Regions from separate parts of the Hordeum vulgare genome. Here region 2 is linked to region 1. The links are chromatin contacts, called in public Hi-C maps. All regions are on one chromosome and are shown on one strand. The core of a region is the stretch at or near the end of the contact, and the rest is flanking DNA. Distances in the headings are between cores, read along the strand shown.

The links. Hi-C and Micro-C count contacts between places; a contact is called where the count stands out from the background.
Region 2: a contact with region 1 is called in a Hi-C map of leaf, with 4 times the contacts expected there. The contact joins the promoter of LOC123444965 here to the enhancer-like site in region 1. A contact is called at or near these places in 3 of 6 Hi-C or Micro-C datasets (leaf and seedling) and 1 of 1 datasets of contacts at active chromatin or transcription factors (embryo).

Annotation. Positions count from the first base shown.
Region 1 is chr3H:552,659,742-552,662,541 of MorexV3_pseudomolecules_assembly, reverse strand. No RefSeq gene overlaps it. Among protein-coding and RNA genes, the nearest start is that of LOC123444962, 11 kb to the right of the region's middle. Within about 2 kb of position 1,326, at least 2 of the 3 cell types and tissues checked have open chromatin away from gene starts, as enhancers often do. A contact at or near this core is called in leaf and seedling, where this site is marked.
Region 2 is chr3H:552,823,719-552,826,518 of MorexV3_pseudomolecules_assembly, reverse strand. LOC123444965 (TBC1 domain family member 8B) reads right to left here and starts at 1,468. Exons shown (of 18, transcript XM_045121864.1): 1 at 1,048-1,468; 2 at 315-384; 3 at 1-224. The coding sequence starts at 1,091.

The DNA.
Region 1 (2,800 bases), core at 77-2,576:
TAACAAGTCAACTTTTCTTTCTTACGAGCCGCCTTATTGGCCCGCGCCATATCTCTATCCTCAGCCGTCAACTTGGGTGCAATAGCTTCTGCAGGCAAAGTAGAACTGGCAGTGGTAGCCGCAGCCACATCTGTTGTCGTCGGTGTTACTTCCTTCCACTTCGGAATAGAGTTATTCCGACCAGAGGTACTTACTCCGCCGCCGCCACGTTGCCGATAGTTTGTACCCCTTGCACCTTCAACAAAGTTTCTGCTAAACTGTCACATGGGATTATAAGATGATGCACAATGGCACATGAAGCAGGTTTTTTAAGCTAATCACATACTTTATTTATTGCTCACTAATATTTTGGGGAATAATGCTTTGAGGAATACATGTTTTTTTATACATGAAACAAGTTGTGTCTTTTTTTTTGCCCGGTGCAAAGCACGGGCATTTATACTAGTATGATTTAAATATATAGTACTTATCTCATATCTAGACGTGTTTTTAGCAAAACCGTTTTTCTAATGATGCAAAAAAACCACCAGATTTGACGTTGCCATGGCCCTTCACCACCAACAAAGGTGCTAATGAAGCCACCGTTCATGCACACCTCGCGCGTTTTTCCTTCTTCACCCATCGTCAATCGTGCCTCGCGCATTGCAATTTGCAAGGATTGGGCCAATGCACAATGCGCAGCCTCGTTCTCCTCCCCTCGAGAAAACAAAGGGATCGAATCGACGTCCAAATCAGCGCTTTATCCTGGCTGGCCTAACAAGCGGATCGAGATCCTCGCCACATCCGCGTCATTCCGTTGGAGGAAGGGTCTTGTCAGACCGGTGCGCTCTCGTTGTTCTGATGCGGCCACCACGGGGGAAAATCAAGCAACCAACATATTGCATCCCGTTCAAAGCGAGACGGAGACGCGCGGCCACTGATGTCGTTAAGGAGCCATCATCACATGATCATGGCTCCTGGAGCTGCTGACTATGCATGGCATCCCCCCCGCATCAGAACACAGTCCCATTTCCCACTAGCAAAAGCCAGCTGCCGCGATCGAGCGAACAAGAAAAAAGCCAGGGTTTTTCATTTCTATCAACGTGTTTCTGCTTGGTGTGGACTGCTCGAGTGCAGCAGTCCTGCCTGGTAAAAACTGGCGTTTACTACTAGGAAACGAAAATGATGTTGGGCTGGAGCCCTGGAGGAAATGAAGAAAGCGATCACTGGCCGAAACGCCTGCTCCGGCCAGTGGAGCGGGATGAAATTCAGATGAGCAACAAGGAAAGGAATATATAGCGCGTGCTAGGTGGAGACGGACGTGCTTGTCGCTAGCCGTGGAGCGCATGCCGGTCTCGACCGCCTGTGTCCCGGTGAAGTGAAGGTGTGACCCGAGGCCGAGCGCTCTCATGGGTCACTGTAACGAGCGCACTAGGTAACATAATCCTGTCGGAGCCGTCTGCGCCGGAGAGCGAGAGGCTCTTCTCAAGGCAAAACTGATGATAAGAACGAGTGCGTTGGCCATAGGTTGGGTGGTGTACGGGTGCTCGCAGGTCTCGACACAACAGCGCGGACAACGTGCGGGTTTGGGCGTCGTGCCTGTCGTTAATGTCGTGTCTTTTTTTACCTGAAAAAGGATCTTGACGACTTTGCCGGTTTACTGCAGAGTTTCTGCTTCTTCCGCGACAGGTTTACCCAGTTGCAAAAAAGAAGAAGACGTCGTCCATCAGTCCTTTTCGATGCAATCAGGCGTTCGTGATGATGCTGAGGCAAAGGCCGTGAGGGGATTCCATTCTACTCTATCGTCTGAAAGAAACAACATCATTTTCTGTCAAGAGCAGGTGCATGGGCTCGAGAAAACGCCATCTAAAGAGCGTGTGCGCCGCTGCCTTATGCTCAGTACGGAATTCTCAGTACAGCGTCCGTCAATTGACATGTCATCGCTTACGTAAATGGTCAGCAACATCAGATAGCCAAATGATGACTCACATCCTGCAACCAACCCCCTGTTCCTTTTCTCTGTACAGGTTCACCGATTGCTGGTGTAACAGCAACTCAAACATAAACAAGGATTGTTCTAGCTCAACGCAGACAAATTTACCGCCATCTTCGAAGATATCTCTTAGAGCATCTAGAGCCACACCATTCAAATCCTCCTCAAACATCCGGGCCGACCGGTCACTGTCCGATCACAAAAATTCGATTCAGACCGGCCTCAAACATTCGGGTTGACAGGCATCCTTCATTTCTAGCTCAAATATGAAACGGATATGAATGAGCCCAAACGTGCTCGGACACGTCGGCCACGTCGGCCTGACGGCTTGGCCTCATGCGGACACACCGAGAAACCCGACGGTCCGACGGACGTCTCGATCGTCGACGCGATGTGAACGTTGTGTGGCGACGCTCCGGGGTCGGGGCCAACTATTTAAGCCGGCCGACGCCCCGGCCCTAGCACATCCGCCTCCTCCTTCTCTCCACCGCCTCCCGAGCACTTCCCTCTTCGAGTATGTCAGCCATGCCACCACGTCGCCGGCATTACACGATCCAGCACCGTCTCTTCCTCCTTCAGTAGGTCCGAATCCGAAGGGAAGCGGGGCTACCTCTGAAACCGGAGGTGGATTTCAAGAAGGGGGGAGATGAGGGAGGAGCTCGAGGAGGAGCCACGGGCGCCAGCGAAGGAGGAGGCGGCGCCGCAGCAGCCGGTGGTGGTCGATTTGTGGTCGGAGCAGCTGGCCATTCTCAACTCCATCCGCTCCGAGTCAGCTGCGGTGGTCATGTGTCAGATGGAGGAAGCGTGGGCGACGCAGGAGGCGGCACG
Region 2 (2,800 bases), core at 219-2,718, 160 kb before region 1:
CCAATGTGGCCCAACGAAGGCCTGATTTCAGACCATATTTGGATCTTATGTGGTCTCTGCTGTTTGGCTGTCTTCTCATCGGGAATGCCGGGCCTGCCAGCATCGCCCGCTCCTTCATCCTCGATGGACGGCGCAATCTTAGCATCTTCTTCAGATGATTCATCGTCCTCTGCCTGCCTATCCAGAAAGTTCTTCCATCTATCAGACCTCTCCTCTTCCTCCTCCTGCAAATGGAGTACCACCACACATGCAACTCAGTAAGATCAAAGAAACACGGTGTAAAAATGGAGGCATCACTAGGGTGGCGTCTCTACCTGGTAGATGTTGGCATACTCTCTGTACCGTTGCAAGTGTTGTGGCCGCACAGCGAAACCATAGGCGTCCCTGTTCCAAACCCCTAGGCATCAGAAACAGAAAGGGGGGGAATGCCACTAAAAGCGCACCATCAGGTGCTTCAGCAATACTACGTCAAATCACTTCTATCAAAAAGCCTGGGTGCAATGCAATCCACGTTCATGCGATCATATCAGCGACCTGGTTTTGCTAAAACTTGTGATGCCCGCTGCAATTTGGTCTAACAAATCATACCCAGCAAGCAACAGTCGGACATTTTCGCACCAAGTAGACTTACACCAAATGCAGAAAAAGTGGAGGCGTAGCTCCGACTGCGGTGGTGCGGCGCACTGTGTCCATACAGAACCCAGATCCTTCGACAGGCAAAGCATAAAAAGAAGACAATTCAAACATTATATCTAGAGGGATTATCCCATCGCGTCGGCAACGCGGAGATCTAGGGGCAGCATTGCCCAAATTTCGGGCCCAATGTCGCGCAACGGATCGAGATCCCCGGGCGTGAAAATAGACAAATAACTGCCCCGAAAAAGAACAGAAAAAAGGCCGAGTAAACAGCACGCGTGCGGAAGCCGGGCGCGGCGGCCGGAGCACCCAAAACTCCGGGAGAAGCATCCCAAGTACTTAGAACCCAGCACGAAGCCGAGATGCGCGCGTGGCGGGCTCGCGGCAGCAGGAGCAGCAGAAGTGACGAACCGCTTGTGCTCGAAGGCGATGAAGGGGAGGCTCTTGGCCTTCATCTCGCGCCGCGGCGTCGGGCCGCCGCCGCCGCCAACCCCCCGCCCCTCCCGCTGTCCTAGCTGGCCGGCGGCGAGGCGGGGCGGGGCGGAGCGTGCGGGGAGCGAGCGGGCGCTGGGGAGTGAAGTGCAGCGCAGCGCGATTCAGGGTAGGGGTGGTTGGGGGCAGCAGCGGTGATCCGATCCGATTATACTGCTGGAGTGCTATGCTAGCTACTCCTGTGCTGGCTGTGAGATTTGATCTGCGTGGGAGTGCGAACTAAGCTGCGGAGTAACTTATTGGGGGGGTTGGGAATTCGGAGGAGAGCGGCACCCGATTTTCCATTTGTTTCGTGGGTTTTTCTTCCTTTCTTTGTTTCTGGGGGGGTATACGCGCGGCATGGAGATTGGGGAGACGAGACCCCCGCCCGCGCGCTCGTGTCGTGCGTTCTTCGTGACGTGGGGGAGTTGGGCGGGCTCGGCGGCACCCAGATCCCGATTCTCCGTGTCCACGGCTCGGGGGCTGTACGCGTCGCTGTGTGCTCTCTAATAAGTCTGAACCCTGTCACAGCATATCTAACAAAACCCCATATATCATCGATCCACCAAAATCCTTTATAATTCGTGGAAAAGTATTTTTACGCATCGGCGTGGGCGATGTTCGAACAGACCCCGTAAAACGAATTCGTATGAAAGGATATCCTTTTAAAAGGGTTTGTTTTACGGGGTTTGCTTGGCCGTCATCCACGCCGGCTCGCAAATCAGTTATTTGTCTTTCAATTTCGAGCATGAAAACATATTTATTGTTTCTTTTTTTTAAAGGTATTGGATACATAATAATTAATCAAATCTTTGCTAAAATAGTAAGACCAAAGAAAAAAGAATCACAATTATGTATTTTATATAAGATATCTAACTTTCATAACTGCTTCCACTAGTTGGAACAACATCTTCTTCATGTATTAGTTGTTGATCTGCGGATTCTTGATCTTACATTTTTTATTCTTCAACTTTGATTCTAAAGAATTAGATGTCGTTCCCCTCTAATTTCTTTTCTAATTGCACATGCAGCCGCATCATTAGGCTCAATTATATTCAGGAGCGCATGAACATCTATTAAGTTTCTTTCTATCAATAAATCGATGTATTCTTCTTCCCAATAACAAAATTAGCATCCACCTTCTTACACACATGAACACCTCAATAAGCCACCGAAATTTAACCAAATAAGTTGACAAAGCCGAACAGAAAGAACATGCCCTGTCGTTATTGCATTTAAAGGATACCCATCCGAGATGTTGCCGCGTGTTAGATGGGAGCTGCAACACTGTCTCTGTGCAGTCGTCGCACTCTATAAGCTGCATCGACAAGCCGGCGAGCCGCTGCGCGAGCACCAAGCCCAGGCGACGGCGGGAAGAGTCCTTGCCCGCAAACCGACGACGACGACTAGAGGCCGAACCAGTAACTGCATGCGGCGTTCGCGTTTTTGTCACGGCTGTGATAGATGCTCCTCAATCAATCCATGGCTTGGCGCAGCCGCCGGTGGCCGGAAATTCCAAATCCGGTGGCCGCGACAAACAAGCCGCTGATCTGCAACTTTTCGGCCAGTCGGGACACAAGGGAGTGGCGGAGGTCAATCTCGGGCGTCTGGAGGCCCGGCGACGTGATCCCGACGGCTGATATGGCCGAAATCAAAGGCGAGAGACGGCGGCGGTGGGGTGGGGGAAAGCGCG